2 separate regions of the Rattus norvegicus genome follow, and region 2 is linked to region 1. A link is a contact called in public Hi-C data. All regions are on one chromosome and are shown on one strand. The core of a region is the stretch at or near the end of the contact, and the rest is flanking DNA. Distances in the headings are between cores, read along the strand shown.

Evidence for each region. A called contact is a pair of places that touch in the nucleus more often than the background predicts.
Region 2: a Hi-C map of psoas muscle shows a contact between it and region 1, with 2.7 times the contacts expected there. The contact joins the enhancer-like site here to the promoter of Asdurf in region 1. A contact is called at or near these places in 7 of 12 Hi-C or Micro-C datasets (the A7r5 cell line, frontal cortex, kidney and 3 more).

Annotation. Positions count from the first base shown.
Region 1 is chr9:55,617,410-55,620,169 of GRCr8, forward strand. Asdurf (ASNSD1 upstream open reading frame) reads left to right here and starts at 1,390. Exons shown (of 4, transcript NM_001399676.1): 1 at 1,390-1,536. The coding sequence starts at 1,447. It overlaps Asnsd1 (asparagine synthetase domain containing 1), which reads left to right and starts at 1,390. Exons shown (of 6, transcript NM_001106763.1): 1 at 1,390-1,536. It also overlaps a transcript of Slc40a1 not described here.
Region 2 is chr9:55,967,710-55,970,469 of GRCr8, forward strand. No RefSeq gene overlaps it. Among named protein-coding and RNA genes, the nearest start is that of Mstn, 18 kb to the left of the region's middle. Within about 2 kb of position 1,407, at least 6 of the 93 cell types and tissues checked have an H3K27ac peak or open chromatin away from gene starts, as enhancers often do.

The sequences.
Region 1 (2,760 bases), core at 140-2,639:
TGGTACAGCCACTCTGGAAATCAATCTGGAGGTTCCTCAGAAAATTGGAAGTAGTACTATCTTAGGACCCAGTTATACCACTCCTGGGCATATACCCAAAAGATGCTCTAACGTATAACAAGGACACATGCTCCACTATGTTCACAGTAGCCTTATTTATAATAGCCAGAAGCTGGAAAGAATCAAATAACCCTCAACAGAGGATGGATATAAAATGTGGTATATTTCTACAAAAATAATGACTTCATGAAATCCATAGGCAAATCGATGGAACTAGAAAATATCATCCCTAGTGAGGTAACCCAATCACAAAAAAAAAAACAAAAAACAAAAAAACAAAAAAAAAAAAACCACATGGTATGCACACTCACTGATAGTGGATATTAGCCAAAAATCTCGAATTACCCAAGATCCAATCCACAGACCACATGAAGCTTAAGAAGGACGACCAAACTGTGGATGCTTCAGTTCTTCTTAAAAGGGGGAGTAAAAATATTCATAGGAGGAGATATGGAGACAAAGCTTGGAACAGAGACTGAAGGAATTGCCATTCAGAACCTGCCCTACCTGAGGTTCCAGCCCATAAACATACAATATTTCTGATGCCCAGAAGTGCATGCTGACAGGAGCCTGATACAGCTGTCTCCTGAGAGGCTCAGTCAGAGCATTACAAATACACAGGCAAATGCTAGCAGCAAACCATTGAACTGAGAACGGGGTACCATTGGAGGAGTTAGAGAAAGGATTGAAGGAGGTGAAGGAGCTTGCAACCCCATAAGAACAACAATACCAACCAACCAGAGCTCCAGGGACTAAATCACCATCCAAAGACTATATACATGGACAAACCCATGGCTACAGCTGCATATGTAGCAGAGTATGGCCTTGTTGGGCACTAAGGGGAGGAAAAGTCCTTGGTCTTACCAAGGCTGGATCCTCATTGTTGGGGAATGTCAGGGTGGGGAGGTGGGAAGCGGTTGGTGGTTGGGGACGGGGAACACCTTCATAGAAGAAGGGGAAGTGGGGATGGGATACGGTGTTTATGAATGGGAAACCGGAAAGGGGAATAACATTTGAAATGTAAATAAAAATATCCAATTTAAAAAATTAAAAAAAAAAAGCCAAGACCACAGTGTTAGGCACACTACTGATTAGTGATTTATTTTTACATAGCATCCGCTAGGGGGCAACACAGACCATTCATAGACTCTCCAGCCAAGCCAGACGAACCTTTAGCCAAAACTAATGTGCGCTGATGCACAGCTACTTAAAGTCGGAGTTCCAGGATCTAGTATCCACGCCTGCTACTGAGCAGGCGTAAATATGCGCACTCCATTGGTCGAGGTTCCGGAAGGGGCAGGGTCCTGAAAGGAACACTGGCTTCCGGTTGGGCCTGCCGCCTGCTGTTTCATCCACCGCGGTTCCTCCGTTCGGTGCGGCGTGGCGATGCCTAGCGGTGCGGAGCACCCCGGAGACAGCGCCGCGCCGGGACCCACCCGCACATCGACCGCGCACGCCGAGGCCCTTAGCAGTAAGGTGCCGTGGGACGCCGAGGATGGGCGGTGGGCGGCGGGCGGCGGGAAACGGGTCCCGCGGTCGCATCGGTGCCCAGTAGCCTCACCGGTCCATTCTCAGCACCGGCCGCTGGTTTCCCCTGCGTCCTGCAGATTTGCTATGATGGAGGCACAGATTTATCCACTGCAAACAACAGTGATACTGAGACAGAGGTCTTAATGACGTTTTTCCTTTACGCGTTTGCACCACTCTCCTCTCGGAACCCTTCACACATGTGATCTGTTGCTCGTTGGCTGTGCTTCATCCATTTAGCCATGTACCCGCCTGGACGCCATCCATGACGTCCATCATGAAAGTTTAGAAATCTGCCCGTTCTTCCAGACTCAGGCAAAATTTTCTTAACCGAAGTTATCAGTTGCCTGTTGACCTTAAAATATATTCTCACCTTTAAGTGATCCTAAAAACATCAGTTTGGTCATCTCTTTATTATTCAACCAGGACTGTAGCAGATTAATTTTTTCCCTTCCTCTTTTTGGGATAGGGTTTCATAAGTAGCTCAGGCCAGCCTCAAATATTGTTTGAGGATCACCTTGAATTATTCTCTTGCCTAATAGTCAGGATTTCAGGGAGGCAACCCCATACCTGAACTGTACAGTGATCTCAACTTCCAGTTACAGACAAAAATCTTTAAACGTGTGGATTGGAGGGGGTGTGGGTGCAGCCTTTTCAGTTATTAAACATCCTGAATTCCATATTTTTTTTCTGTCCTGTATGACATCTTCAGTACATTGCCTTATTTCCAGTGTGCCACAGTATTCTGTGGTGTCACCTAAAGTGAGATATATTATATACCTGTCGTTTGTAGTGAGCATAAAAGCGCTGTACAAGCAGCCTTGAATCTCAGGGAGGGTGTACTCAATGTAGCTTTGTCGTATGTTAGTACAGCTCTTAGCACTGCCCATGCACACTCATTTGGGTGGGGATGAGTTTTCAGAATACTCTGGCTACTGCCATAGCAAGCCTCTTGGCACTGTGTAGCTGTGTCAGTGTAGACTTATTGCCTATTTGGGCATTTCATCTGATGATAAGGAACAAACTGAGCTTAAGGATACCAGCAGTATGCTGTCCTTAATACTCAAAATAGAATGATACAAGGGTGGGAGATGATGTTGTACCACTGCAGGAAGGGCGTTCGTTCAGTACCGTTCCGTTCATTTTATCCGAATGTCTGGCTGTCATCCAGTG
Region 2 (2,760 bases), core at 157-2,656, 350 kb after region 1:
CTTTAAATTTTAAACTTTCCATTACCTTTAACCCAGAAAGATTTCTTTTTCAGAGAGAAGAGGAGAATTTTACCCTTTGATCAACTATCAAAAACCCAACAATCTCCACAAAGCTTGTAATGGAGAATGCTGGAAATGATCCACATGTCCCAGAATTAGGATCAATGAAATAACACAATGTCTCCAGGCAAATTTATATGTACTAATATAAAGCAATAAATGTAGTAAATAAAATTTGGAAATGGAAAGACAAATTTTAGGATGAAATAATGTAGGGGAGGGTCTGGGAGGGCAAGAGTGGAAGGGGAGCATAAAATGTCTGTTACAGCTGGAGAAGTGAGTTCCTAATGTCCCATCTCCTGATTGTACCATAGGCCGGTAAGCAAACCCTTAGTACATGAAGTTTTGAATTCACATTTAATATCAACTCTGGCATAGGCTAGCAATGTGCATTGTGATGTTCTTGTAGTGCTAGGCAGCAACAATGGCAACAAGTCTCAGGTTTGTCACAGTGTCACAAAAGTAAAAAACAACTCCCCATGGGGTTCTGTTGCTAAGGCAAACTGTTCGGTAGGCTGCATGTGTCACATGTAACTTTGATGTCTGCAACTTTTAATTCATGGTGGATTCCTTAAGATGGCATCTTGTAAGTAGAGCAGTATCTGAACTATCGGAATTTAGTTGGATTTGAGGGTGGTAACACTCAGGTGGAAAGGAGCCCAGTGCACACCCATTTATGTAGAAACCTGCTCATGGTTTGCTCTGTTACAGCCTTATTGTGCATGCCAGCACATAGCTGCCTGGTAAAATAGATATCCTGAGAACATGAGTTTGGTTGCACAACAGATACTAGTGTGCATGTTAGGCACCTCCTGGAAGCTACTAGGAGCTGACATGTGGGAATACAGAGAAATCGTTCTTTCTCAGTCAAATAAAAATCGTCCTTCCTTGGTTACAGAAAAATATTAGCTCACCATATGTCTATAAGGACAAAGTTCCCTGAATAAATGCATTAATGTGTCTTATTCTTTCAGCAAAATTAAAAATGCTTTAAAAATAGTTTCACTGGTTCCTCGTTAAGTCTCACTAACCAAAAGAAAAATTAATAAAGACATGATGACCTCACATTGCAGTGTGGGAGACAGACTGGTAAGCAGATATGATCAAATTGAGTGTGGTAAGGCTTCTTTTGACTGTTGAGCAAAGAGCTGTCAGTGACGAGACATGGGGCACTTTGCTGGAGCCAGTCAAGAAGGTTTAGCAGAACAGGTGACATTTGAGCTAGATCTTGAAGGATGGACAGAAGTTTGCCAAGTGGATGAGGTGATCGCTATATACAGGACCAGGCTCTTGGTGAGAGCCAATACATGTTAACATCCAGTTCCAGTCAAGGAAGTGTTCCTGGAAGAGGACACCAGTCAGTTCAGCTCAAGGAACACTTATTGAGTACCTTGTGTATATCAGGCACAGCTCCAGGCTCTTCAGTCCTATGTGCCAGGCACATCTTGTGAAGACAGATAATTATACAAGAGCCTGGTGTGAGCCATGGTCAGAGCTCCTATTTATAGCATTGGTTCTCCAGATGGAGCGGGATGCTTGTTTTAACACTGCTGACGCATTCCCTCCTGATCGCAACCCTCCGCTACTGCCCTGACCGCCCTGAGAAGCAGGTAGCCGATGGCTCTGTCAGACTTGATTTCAAGAAGTCTAGCATGCCTACTCTCATCCCTGTGCTCCAGGCTACCCTGGTCTACACTTAGAATCAGGTCTGGGCAGCAGCTCTCCCTCACAACAGGGGTGGAAGATAACTGATGCCGTATCTGTCTCCAGCTCACTGACCTAATGAATACAACTGCCCTATGGACCTGCTCACCCCTAAAATGGTAACACTTAAATGTATTTTACTATAATTCAGTAAAATATAAACAAGTATAGACACTACTATAAAATGTATAATAATGAGGAGTATATACATTACTATAAAATCTATTATTATGAGTATAGAGCCTATACATCCTATACCTACCATAGCATGTTTATACATTCAAGGAATACTCCAGGGCTGTTTTCATAGCATTTTTGCTGGCCCAAACAATAAAGAAATGAGCCAAGTTCAGTGCAAAAGAAATTTTTGTAGTTTAATATTCATAAGTCAGAGATGAGAATTACTCTAACCATTATACTAAGAAGCAAAAGCACAGAACATTTAATTTACCATTTATTTACCAAATGCTGAGAAAAGTCAGATCTCATGAATCCTCAGGCTCAGTCTCTCTCTACTAATGCAGTCTGTAGGTCAGACACAACAAAAGACATTCCTATATACTGTCTTGCCTGAACTTATTCTTTAATTAACAAGTTAAAATTGTATACATAATTTATATTTATATATAAATTCATATTGTATATCATAATTAAGTTATATATTTATGTACATTATATATAGACATATATCAAAATATATATGGTAGACAATATAATGTTTGAAAATATACATTTTATAATGCCAAACTCATGGTAGATAACATATGCTTTACATTACACAACTATGCATGTTGCAAGAACATGTTCAGTCTACTCTCTTTGAGCAAAGGATCTTTCTTGAAGACTCACACAGGCAGTGAGCTGCTGACCCTGACTTCAGGCCCAGGGACTGCACTCTGATGCACTTTTTAAAAATGTATCACACAAAACACAGGTATTTGTCCTCAGAGAGCCTAATACAATTGTCCAGAAGGAATCAAATGATCTTAAAGCTGT